Linked DNA regions of Mus musculus: region 1 is linked to region 2. The links are chromatin contacts, called in public ChIA-PET maps. All regions are on one chromosome and are shown on one strand. The core of a region is the stretch at or near the end of the contact, and the rest is flanking DNA. Distances in the headings are between cores, read along the strand shown.

Evidence for each region. ChIA-PET counts read pairs in DNA pulled down with a chosen protein or histone mark.
Region 1: a contact with region 2 is called in an RNA polymerase II ChIA-PET map of memory CD8 T cells, with 3 times the contacts expected there. The contact joins the promoter of Tacstd2 here to the enhancer-like site in region 2. A contact is called at or near these places in 3 of 484 Hi-C or Micro-C datasets (CD4 T cells, CD8 T cells and epidermal suprabasal cells), 2 of 115 datasets of contacts at active chromatin or transcription factors (embryonic stem cells and memory CD8 T cells) and 2 of 9 other capture datasets (adipose tissue and liver).

What each region holds. Positions count from the first base shown.
Region 1 is chr6:67,532,648-67,538,948 of GRCm38.p6, reverse strand. It overlaps Tacstd2 (tumor-associated calcium signal transducer 2), which reads left to right and starts at 3,127. Exons shown (of 1, transcript NM_020047.3): 1 at 3,127-4,890. The coding sequence starts at 3,243. The coding sequence ends at 4,196.
Region 2 is chr6:67,290,401-67,296,414 of GRCm38.p6, reverse strand. Il12rb2 (interleukin 12 receptor, beta 2) reads left to right here. Exons shown (of 16, transcript NM_008354.4): 15 at 1,104-1,203; 16 at 3,679-4,397. The coding sequence ends at 4,212. Among named protein-coding and RNA genes, the nearest start is that of Serbp1, 26 kb to the right of the region's middle. Within about 2 kb of position 1,299, at least 7 of the 459 cell types and tissues checked have an H3K27ac peak or open chromatin away from gene starts, as enhancers often do. A contact at or near this core is called in memory CD8 T cells, where this site is marked.

The DNA.
Region 1 (6,301 bases), core at 1,878-4,377, 240 kb before region 2:
CTGACAGTAATCCCTAAAAACAAACCTTAAAACTCAAACCTTAACAGTAACTCATTCTCTACTCCTAACCCTAATCTGCCCAAAACCTGATAACACTAACCAAAACTGAAGCCTACCCCTAACTTTCCAACCATAACTCTAAAGTGAACTCAGCCCCAACCCTAAGTCAACACTGACCCAATACTTTACCCGAACACTAAACCTAATTCTATCTCCTAGCTTTATCCCTAATCCCCAAATACCAACCTTAAACATAACCCCCACCCAAATTGTAACACTAACCTGAACCCTAACCACTAAATTTAATACTAACATGTCTTAACGACCAACCAGAAACTCTAAGCCTAACATTGAACCTACTAAACATAAAAAGGCCATTCCAAACCCTAATCCTAACTCTAATCTCTAAAGCAGTCCTTCATCAGAACATAGTCTCCTTTTCTACAGGCACAAGACTATTAAGATTCTGTGTTCAGGCATACATGTAGATGCAATCTCAGGGCGCCATTATCTAGTCTTCCTTAAAACTATGTATTTGGAAGGTGGACTAAGGTAGGGATGGTAATCAAAGATGTCACATGTGGTGATATTAATCTCTCCCAGGTCATAAACACTTAAATAGTTCACATGTACACTCTAGGGAGTGTCATATCAATATTGTGACATTCTGGACACAATTCACTGTGAATTAAACACGCAGTACCTAGTGCCTCCTGTATACTCTGTGCCAGGGATGCAGTAATCTGGCATGGCTGCTGCCCCTTGTAAGCACTGGACAATCCTGAAATGATGGGAAACTTTTGTTAAGTATTTCTACATTACAATAAAAACACAAAGAAATTAATCAAGCTAGCACTTGATTTTGCTTTTAATTAGAGGAAGAGAGAATCCGAGCTGGATCGGTTTGTGCCTGTTGGAGAAAGCCTGGTAGGACCAGCTATTAACGAAGGGAGCCAGGGGATATGAAGGTCATCTTTGCTCACTCTAGCTTCACATTGAGAATACCAGGCTTGGATGCCTGCACTTCCACTCCTCCCAGTACGTAACAAAATCCCATGAGGTAACTAAGTAGTCAACACATGATTACCTATATGTATCAGCCCTGAGACTGCCTCCCCACTAGCTTTCCTCCATATGGCTTGGGACTCAGGGGAATGAAAATGAGGTGGTATTACAAGTAGATAGTAGATTGTGACCACCCAGCAAATCACTTGAAAAGTGAGGAGATGGGATAATTTTTTTAACAGAATATAACATTGTCTTGGAGTTTACCAAGCTTTACCATTCACTGCCTTGTATATTTAGTTTGATTCTCAGGAAAAAAAAAAAATCTAAGAAACAGAGCCAGAAACTGATGTACCCAGTTTACTCTGGGCAACAGAGACCCAGGAAGGGTAATTTTTTTTTTTTTTTTTTTTTTTTTTTTTTTTTTTTTTTTGCTAATCCTAGGATGCAAAAAATAAGGAAGTAAAAGCAAAAGACATATTCCTGAGTGGATGTGGGAGGGATGTATCAGAAAAAGCTTCCTGAAAGTAACCAAGGAGTTGAGCAGAAAATCACAATTGTATACTGAAACAGATAAAGAAAAGGAGATTCTAGGTACCAAACTCTGCAAAGGCTGGTGGACGTCTGAGAAGTTTGCAGGGATACAATGATGATGGCAGTAACTATGACAGCAGTTGGCACTGTGCACCAGTTCATAAAATATGAACTCTGTTCTTAGAGCCAAGATGTCTCCTTACCTGTACATACACACACACACACAGAGAGAGAGAGAGAGAGAGAGAGAGAGAGAGAGAGAGAGAGAGAGAGAGAGTATTCTCAACAAAAAAGAAGATGTGCACACATTTGTGCTTTAGATCTTTCTCTGAGGCAAGGTGGGTGGAAGCTGGACAGGATAAGCTAGTTGTTCAAGAGACAGTGGGGGTAGAAATCAGAGGTGTGTACCGAGATCTCCTACTGCTATTGGGTAAGCATTTGTCCCTCGTGTCTCGACTTCCTCTGTCTGTAAAGACAAAATAATATGTTTGTATCTGTCTGCCTCAGGAATTGCTTGAAAATTAATGGTGCAGAGAGGCCCAACTGGCTACCATGAGTCAAATGACACCCTTGTTCAGTATTCTAGTGGCGTACATTAAATGCTGATATATATAAAATGTATTTTGAAGGTGGGCCTGGAAATAATTATAGTTTGTTAATTATTGTTAATTTTACCACAGCTTTGAGCGGTGGACTTTCTCTAGATTCTAAAAGAGAGTGTCGCTCCTTCATCCTATTAAAGAAGCACAGTTTCTCACAGGCTCCCTTCTCTCGTTATATCATTCAATACAGGGAAAGAAAATAAAAAATTGCCTCTCTTAGAATCAAATTGTACATCTCTCCTAGTGGACTGGCTTACTCTACAATTTTTTTTCTTTTCATTTATCTTACACAAGTACAGGCATATGCATTGTTCAATAGGACTTTTCATATGTGGCACACCATGACAACTGGATTGTGCTGTGCAGGTGATGTAGCAATAGAATTGTTTTAACTAGCCTGTCTTCAGATGCTGCAACATTTTGTTTTTGTAAATACTCATTTATAGTTCTTAAAGCCAAGCAGAAAGCCCAGGGAGAATCCTGGGAAATCAGTGGCTGGGTGACTTCAGGTCTCCCTGCCTCAGCTGCACCATCTCACCTAGAATAGGGTTTACAGACAAAGGCATGTGATCAGGTTTATGTCAGTGAACTGTTTAACTGTGTTATAAGGTGTTCTGGAGCAAGAAGAGAGGGAAGGAACGAAACTGAAGATAGGAGTTGAGAGAAAAAGAAGGTACGGGATTATGGGGTCTGGAATTGTAGGGACGTGAGAGTCGGGAGCTGGGCCTCTGGAGAAACTCCTGAGGTGCACTAGGAAAGGTGGGACGCCCTGGTTCTGAGCTATGAGGAGGGGTGCGGCCAGGTAAGTACTGGTTTCCTCTATGGGGTTTTGGTCAGCAGATGGCAGGAGCAATCTCCCCTGCCTGATTCTATCTCAGGCAGCTCAGGGCTGCCGGCTTCTTCCGCGGGACCTGGGAATAGGGAGCGCCACCCAAATTCCATTGAGTGAGTCACTAGCTAACCAGTCCTACAGGTACAGGAGCTTATAAGAGCTGGAGGGAAAAGCCCGGCAGGAGTCGCCTGCAGTGTCCTACCCAGCCTGATCCTTCAGAATCCCTGCCTCTGGTCTGTAGTTGGAGGTCCATTCTACTCCACCCCACCATGGCGAGGGGCTTGGATCTAGCACCGCTGCTACTGCTACTGCTGGCGATGGCGACCCGCTTTTGCACGGCTCAGAGCAACTGTACATGCCCCACCAACAAGATGACGGTCTGCGACACAAATGGCCCAGGCGGGGTCTGCCAATGTCGGGCAATGGGCTCACAGGTATTGGTCGACTGCTCCACGCTAACTTCCAAGTGCCTGCTGCTCAAGGCGCGCATGAGCGCCCGGAAGAGCGGCCGCAGCCTGGTGATGCCGAGCGAGCACGCGATACTGGACAACGATGGCCTCTACGACCCGGAGTGTGACGACAAGGGCCGCTTCAAGGCGCGCCAGTGCAACCAGACCTCGGTGTGCTGGTGCGTAAACTCGGTGGGCGTGCGCCGCACGGACAAGGGAGACCAAAGCCTGCGCTGCGACGAAGTGGTGCGAACCCACCACATCCTCATTGAGTTGCGCCACCGCCCGACCGACCGAGCCTTCAACCACTCTGACCTAGACTCCGAGCTGCGGCGGCTCTTCCAAGAACGCTACAAGCTGCACCCCAGCTTCCTATCCGCGGTACACTATGAGGAGCCCACCATTCAGATAGAGCTTCGGCAGAACGCGTCGCAGAAGGGCTTGAGAGACGTGGACATCGCTGATGCCGCCTACTACTTCGAAAGGGACATTAAAGGCGAGTCACTGTTCATGGGCCGCCGCGGCCTGGACGTGCAGGTGCGTGGGGAACCCCTGCATGTGGAGCGGACGCTCATCTACTACCTGGACGAGAAGCCCCCCCAGTTCTCCATGAAGCGCCTCACCGCCGGCGTCATTGCCGTCATCGCTGTCGTCTCGGTAGCGGTAGTGGCTGGTGTGGTGGTCTTGGTGGTCACCAAACGGAGGAAGTCGGGCAAATACAAAAAGGTGGAGCTTAAGGAGCTGGGGGAGATGAGAAGCGAACCTAGCTTGTAGGTTTCCTGTAGGATGCCCCGACTTCCTCGGCACCTCAGACCAGATGGGTTGGCCTGTTAATTCTCAGTCAGGAGGTAATTTTCCTCCCAGCTTTGACCTCTTCCTTCTCTCTCCACAAACAAGTTCTCTAGATGCTGAGCTCAGGTCACCTCCCTCGCCCTTGGTTTTTTAAGGACGCATTTCTGAAATTCCTTGTCTAGTCACTGGAAACCTGACCGGGAGAGTTAAGCAAAGGCTAGATAGCTTGGTTAAGAAGCTAGTGCCAGGCAGCCCACTTGTTTCCCAGCGACTTGAATCTACCCAAAGACTTAAACGGTTTGAAATGGGAAAGCGGCGATTTGGCTATCCGGGTTGTTGGTGACCCATTCGCTCCCTGCCTCCCAACCTTCAGGAAAGGAAGAGCAGTTCACTCACTAATTGATCCTGCGCAGTGTTCATCTGCCATCGTTTGTATAAGAAAAGGCATTTCCAACGTCTGAAGTCATTTTCAATGTCTTTGTTGGACTGCATCTATTTTTCTGCTTGTCCTTGATGTAGCTGATCCTAGAGAGTTCTCTTTTGTAAAATGTTTGTACAGATGTGTCTTTGATAATGCTGCTGTTTTTTAAAACAACAACTCGAGTTTAATAAAATATGGGAAAGGCACACCTAAAAAGATAGGCTGTGTGAAAAATCCCTCCAGATTTATATCATTTTATTGTTCTCCTTTGTCTAATGCTTGAATTTTATATTTTAAATTCTAATGCTTCCTTCCTTGTGAAATCCTAACATTTACTGTTGATACTCTGGTGTTTCCTAGAGACTGGGCTAGTGTGCTTGCCTCGCATCTGACCCGGCCCTCGGTCCCATCCTCAGCAGTGGGTAGAGGGAAAAATGTAAACTTTGAGGTTGCTGTTCCTTTGAAGGAAGTTGCTAAAACTAACCGCCTTCAGATCTGAACAGGAGTGGGAGATGGACGCAGCCTTTGCCTGCTTATTAACAGGCACACCTTCCTTTGTGGGTTTTAAACCACGTGAAGGCGCAAAGCCCACCCCCACCCCCCACCCCCAGCAGTCCTAGGATATAAATGACTGGGCAACTTCAGGTCTCTGAGACTCATCTTCTGAAGAGTAGGAATGAGAGTCTGCTTTTCTTTTGTGAGGGCACACACTTTCTGGCGACAGATTGTATAAAGGCTTGCTATTGGGAGTTGGAGGAAGGGGGGAGGCAAAAGGGAGGAAAAACCTAAAGGTAGAAGTTGGGAGAATGAGAGAAGCATGGGAGAATGAGGTGGGGTAGCAGCTCTGGATACTTTCCTGAAATTCTAACATTTACTGCTAGTTCTCCAGTGTTTCCCAAGAGGTGAGAGGTGTAGTTGCCTAGCAATGGAAGCCGCGAGAGGTGGAGCCTAGGCGGGCAGGCGAGTATCGGTTTCCTCTCCTGGCTTTCGTTAGCCCAGAGGCGGGTGCAGTTTGATGTTATCGCACCGGGTGGGAGGCGGGGGCGGTACTCCACAGAGAGGGATGGCCACCCAAATTCCTTTGGGTGAGCTGCTGGAACCAGTCAGTCTGGTCTGGCAGAGAGTAAGGGCTAAAGGGAGCGGCCCAGCCACCGCAGTGTCCCAACACCTAGCCTGAGCCTGCTGTATCCCACGTCTGCACGGATCCCTCTGAGGCTAGGGCCCGGGTTCACTCTAGGACAGCGGATGCTAAATGTGATGCGTCGCTTCGCCTCCGCGCAGGACAGCGACACTTGCTCTGCCAACTAGATGGCAGACATGGGGGTTCCGCTTTGGTTTGGTACCCTATTTCTCCAGGCTAACCTCCACATTCTGCTCAAGTGCGCGACCAATCGAGGCTCCATTTCATAAGTGTTTTCTCGTAAGAGTCCTACTGTGATGTAGGAGGTGCTAGTCTCATTTAGCTGTTGGGCAATATTAATCTTGGTGGTGAGACTGTTAAGCAACTTCCCTAAACCCATATTTATGAGCACATCGGTCTTCTTGCCATTGGCTGTACAAGCCACTCACCAATTACATCAAGCTTAAAGCTTCCTGTTCCCTCACTTTTGCAAAGTCAAGTGTGCTGTTGTGGAACACTAACAAGTCATTACAATAGCTGGGAAGC
Region 2 (6,014 bases), core at 50-2,549:
CTAGTTGCTCTTTGTATGGGGGTCAGGTTCATTTCCCAGAACCTACATAGCGGCTCATAGCCATCTGTTACGCTAGTTCCTGGGGATCTGGTGCCCTCTTCTGACCTCTGGAGGAACCAGGCAAAACACTCTTACACATAAGAAGGCAAAAACAAATAATTTTCTAAAAAGACTTCGATAAAGTTTATCTCAGGAGTCAAAGAGAATCACATCCAAACGACTACTACCCACTATTGCCAGATAGCGAATCCATCTAACACAGTGGTCCTCAGCTATGGGTCACAGCCCCCTGGGGGAGGGGTGTTGAATAACCCTTTCACAGTGGTTGCATGTCATATATCCTGCATATCTGATATTTACATGATTCATAACAGCACAACATTATAGTTATGAAGTAGCAACAAGATAATTTCATGGATTGGGGTAACTACAACATAAAGAACTGTATTAAAGGGTGGCAGCATTAGGAAGGCTGAGAACCAGGACCTAACCTTTCTCATCAAAGTTTATCAGTCTTATTGGTTTAAATAATGTGCATTTATAAGTTTCTTGAATTTTTCCTCATCACATTAAAAGACCTATCTTTATGTTACTATGTTAATAGTATAACCACTGTTAACAGATATTTCTCTAGAATACCTTTTTCATAGCATTTTAAACACTATATTCAAGTTATTACTCTTATCCTACTTAAACCTTCATTGTAACAATTTTATCATAAACTGTAAATATTTTTATTAGCTCATTAGTAAGATCCCCAGGTCTATGAACAATGCCTTCTACTTGGCTCTATTTCCAGCATGTGCCACCCTACTGGTCACATATTTAGTTTAATGCTATTTGCTGAATTAATACATGGCTAGATAGTGACAAACCGCTAAAAATTAAATGAAAACAAATTTTGTTTTTAGTTTATTTAGCAAATTCTAAGTGGCCGCAGCATGCCACCAATCCAAGGAAGCCTTAGCTAATGCTTTTTTTGAGGGATTGCAATTTGCTTTCCGAACAAAAGATTCTTCTCCCATGAATTAACTGCATTGAAAGACTGTGCACCTGTCTTTGTAGACATATTTAACTAAATGTAACTGTTTTCTTATCTGTAGGGCATTTACTCTCCTGTCTACTCTCAAACCTCAATGGTATAGCAGAACCATTCCAGATCCAGCAAACAGCACTTGGGTAAAGAAGTATCCCATTCTGGAGGTAAGGTACAAATCACATTGGCAGCCAGTGTAGTGCTAGTGATGAACACAGCTAAGGAACCCCCACCCCCACCCCCACCCCCACCCCAGGCAGGAAGGAAATTCTGTGGGTGAGCTGAGTTGCTAAGGAGCCATCACGAGAACTTCTGAAGCCCATGAGCACAAAATCCACCAGGCTTTATTCTCCCATGAGCTTCCATGTTCTTCCTCACTCCAACTTATTTCAAAGAGAAAGCAAGTGGGTCTTGCCAATCAGGCCAGTCCTCAGATAACTGATCCAAACTCAGGGTAACTGAAGTTAACTTTCCCAATCCTGCTGAAGCACAGCACAGAGGAACAAACAATTGGCTTTGGGTTTTGTGGGAAGCCATATGTAAAGCTTTATGAAAGAGCTGGCTCAGCAGACAAGAGAATCTTTCCTGATGCTGAAGACTGAAAATTTTCTTCAAGATTCTTCTCTTGAATTATTTCCTTAAGCCAGAAGCCAGTGATCCTGCCTCTACTTAAAGGAACTGATCCTAGGCATCTCTGCTTTAGGACTGTAAATCAGTGCAGCGTTTTTGCCATTGGGTCTGAAGGGTCCGACCTGTTGCTACTCTGTGTGTGTGTGTGTGTGTTGGGTATGCTACTCTGTGTGTGTGTGTGTGTGTGTGTGTGTGTGTGTGTTGGGTAACTTGTCCAAGTTATCTAAACACCAAGCACCATTATATTGCATACTACAGCAAGAATAGAACTTTACTCTGTAGCTCTGGTTGGCCTCAAAATCATGAGATCCCAAATGCCTCAGGCTCCCAATGCTTGGAGTCCATGTCCATTTCTTTTCAGTTTTCATTTCCTTCCCAAGAATAACCATACTTGAAGACTTCTATTAAAGGATTTTTGTTTAGGTAACAAGAGCAAGTATAGTGATAATGACACAATGGTCAAAAGACACAACAGAAAGCCACAAAGCTTTAATAAATGCCTTGCTGGTGTGGATTCAAGTACCAGGATTTGAACCAACTGAGCTGAACATTAGAATGTTTTAGGTATAGAAGCCTAAATCACAGTGGGAGCCAACTCTCTCCTAGGTGAAAGCACTGCTCTTCATACTATAACCATGAACTCTGATTGGGAAAGAGAGACAAAGAGATTCTACAAGCCCTGATAAAATGCTAAGATGCCCAAAGGTTTAGACAGTAGAGTAACAGAAACTGTCATATAAACACATGCCAAAAGTCACATGGCAGAAGTACATTCACCACAATGTAAGTTCAAGTAAAACATGCATGAAGACGCCTATATGTGCTTAAAGGGTTTTTTAACCATGTCTAAGTGTATGTGGTGATGGTAGTGGTGTTATAATCTCGGTACTAGGGAGGTCAAAGCAGGAGTACCAGTGTGGGCTATCATAAGACCTCTCTCTCTCTCTCTCTCTACACACACACACACAAATTATAATAATTGCTTAATGTAGTTAGTGATCCTGGGTATGACAGAGATAGCCCTTACAGAAGCCAGCCAAATACAAACATTGATTATTACGGTAGCTACCTCTGGAGAGAAGTTGAGAATAGGAAGCCTTTTCATCTTTATTGCATATTCTTTTTGACCTCTTAACTATGTACTTGTATTACTTTGTACAAATAATCAGTGAATTGTGAAAAAGAAAAACTGTTTCTTATATGGGCTGGAGAGAGACAGGGTTTCTCTGTGTAGTCCTGGCTGTCCTGGAATTCACTCTGTAGACCAGGCTGTAGAAATCTGCCTGCCTCTCTCTGCCTCCCAAGTGCTGGGATTAAAAGGCGTGCGCCACCATACCTGGCTTTCAAGTGATCTTTCCTAATTGCCAAATCTGACATGTTTCCTTACCTGAAACCATGGAAGTCCAAAGTCCAAGCCCCTTAGCATATCCCCAAAGTACGATGAAGATGTTATGATGCCTTTAATCACATTTTTAATCCTAGTACACAGGAGGTAGAGATCCAAGCTAGCCAGGGCTACATAGCGGTCTTTAATAAAAGTGCTTCGTGAGTAGCCTTTCCCATTTCTAAATCCTTTTTTCTTTTCTAGTACTAACAGGGCTAGGGGTGTGATCCAGTGAGTGTAAAGCATATGCCTTATCCTACACAAACTGAGTTTGATTCTCAACAAAAGGGTAATGGGCAACAAACTAGAAGGCTTAGTTCACCAATTTCCCTCGACCTCCAATACTCCATCCTTCTCTCCAGACTGCCCTAAGTTTTTTCTTTCTGCCTTTCCTACTAGGAGGGGGGGGGGGAAGCAAGTGGCCTGAGGCTGAGCAATGAATCTCTCCTTGGCTGGAGAATGGCAGTGATAGGGTAGGAGGTGGATGAGAGTGAAATCTGGCTCTGGCCCCTCCAAAATTTAAAGGCCCATAGTTTCTCACCAGGCTGAAGCAGGGCAGCAGGGTGAGGTTCCGGAAACCTGGAGAAATGGGCTGTCAAAGTAACCTATACATCTACTCTTCTCACAGGAGAAGATCCAGCTACCTACGGATAATCTCCTGATGGCATGGCCCACTCCTGAAGAGCCTGAGCCCCTGATCATCCATGAAGTCCTCTACCACATGATCCCAGTTGTCAGACAACCATATTACTTCAAAAGAGGCCAAGGATTCCAAGGCTACTCTACCTCCAAGCAAGATGCAATGTATATTGCCAATCCACAAGCTACAGGAACTCTCACAGCTGAGACCAGACAACTAGTGAACCTATACAAGGTGCTAGAAAGCAGAGACCCTGACTCAAAACTGGCCAACCTGACCAGCCCCTTGACAGTCACCCCAGTGAACTACCTTCCTAGCCATGAAGGCTATTTACCCTCCAACATAGAAGATCTGTCACCACATGAGGCTGACCCAACTGATTCTTTTGACCTGGAGCATCAACATATTTCTCTTTCCATTTTTGCATCAAGTTCTCTCCGCCCACTCATCTTCGGTGGTGAGCGGCTGACTCTAGATCGGTTAAAGATGGGCTATGACTCCCTCATGAGTAATGAGGCTTGATACTAGAAAGCCAACGTACCTCATTTTATCTGCCCAGTTCCTACTCCAAAGGTCTGTGACAGTGAAGACAAGCCAGCTGTCTCTGGATAAAATTAGCTTCACCATAGGTACTTAAGTCTTATGGATAAGGTGGCAATACACCAACACTGATATCATATAGAAAGGACCCCAAGATAGTCATGCTCATCGTCCTCCTCTCTCCCTCCCTCTCTCTCTCTCTCTCTCTCTCTCTCTCTCTCTCTCTCTCTCTCTCACACACACACACACACACACACACACACACACAGTTTCAACATCTGTCAATCTCTATCGGTTTGATGGAAAATTGCCTCTGTGCTTATTCCATTTAACTAATTATATCATGTGCTGCCTTCAACACCACTTATCTCTGGTCTACAAGAACCCATACCTTGCTGATGTTTCTTCCTAACTATGGCCTGACTTAGCATGCTCTCCTATCATACCACTGATTACGTCCAGTGCCACTTGAAAGGTTCAAGACAGTTTTTTTTTTCTTTAAAATATCAACCCTCATCATCTCCAACCCATCCTCTCCATTAACACTACTTTTCTGTTTGATGTTTTCATTTAACAAAGTATCTATTGCAAATCTGTACTTCTTTTTCTAACATAACAAATTAGCAACATGCCCATATAACCCAGTCCTATAAACTTGTCTTTGTTTACCAAACTTTCTATGCACCTCTAGAAATTGAAGCTATCAGTTTGCACATAAGCATTCTTAGTCGACTGCCATTACAAGGCTACCTTTTCTTGGGCCAATTCACCAGCAATGTCATGAATTGATGTACTCTTGATGGATTTTCTCTTCCCTCAAAGCTCTACCTATTTAATTCTCAGCTCATTAAACTCATTTAAAGACCTATATAAGGCCTCTTCCATACTCTCTCATAAGATTCTCTTATCCCTTGGTATTATACTACAACCAACTTGGCAAGGGCTTCCCAGTACAGTGCCTGGCCACATCACCTGTCACCTGTTCGGCTGTAATGCTTCCTAACCTCTACTCTAGCATAACCTTTATAAGAACCACCGAGACATTAACACGTTGGGAGTGGGGGGGGGGGGAGAAAATACTTTTAATGTACATTAAGAATTTGCCTGATAGATGTCTCAATGAATGTCAGAGGTCTGTGTAACTTTTCCTTACCATCCCAAGTAATTTCTGATGACTTCTTGCAAAACATCTTCCCTTGATCCCCAGATAAAACTCCAAACAAAGTTCCAAGTCTTTCATTCCTTGGTATTTTTCAACTCTAAAATACATTCCACCAACAACTTACATCTACCTTTTAATTAATAAAATTCCACAATTCTCTGGAAGCTAAACACCAGTGTATAGCACACCAAAGGGAATTCATGGGAACCTCCCTGACTTTTTATTAGTATGAAGAAGGGAGGATCCAGAGCATAGTTAGGCAAGCACTTCACTGAGCTTTGTCCAGACTTCAAATTTAGGTGGATACTCAAAACTGCTTTGAAAATGTCCCTTTTCCACAGGCAGATTCTTTTCTAGTTCTATCTGCAGGCAAGTGGAGTGTTAAACTCCATCTCCCATGCATTCTCCCCTTAGTCCTAAACCCACCACCACTTTTTAGTTACAACCACAGGCCGCCCATGTCCTGGAACAAGGAGGAAAAGAAATGCCTGTGCTTCTTTCTCACTAGGATCTGTTTGTAGGAGTCACCTGAAAGTTATCTACCATTCTGATATCAAAGATGAAGCCCTCCAAAGATTTTACTTTCCATCTACCCTACAGGACTCATGTTCACTTTGTGCTT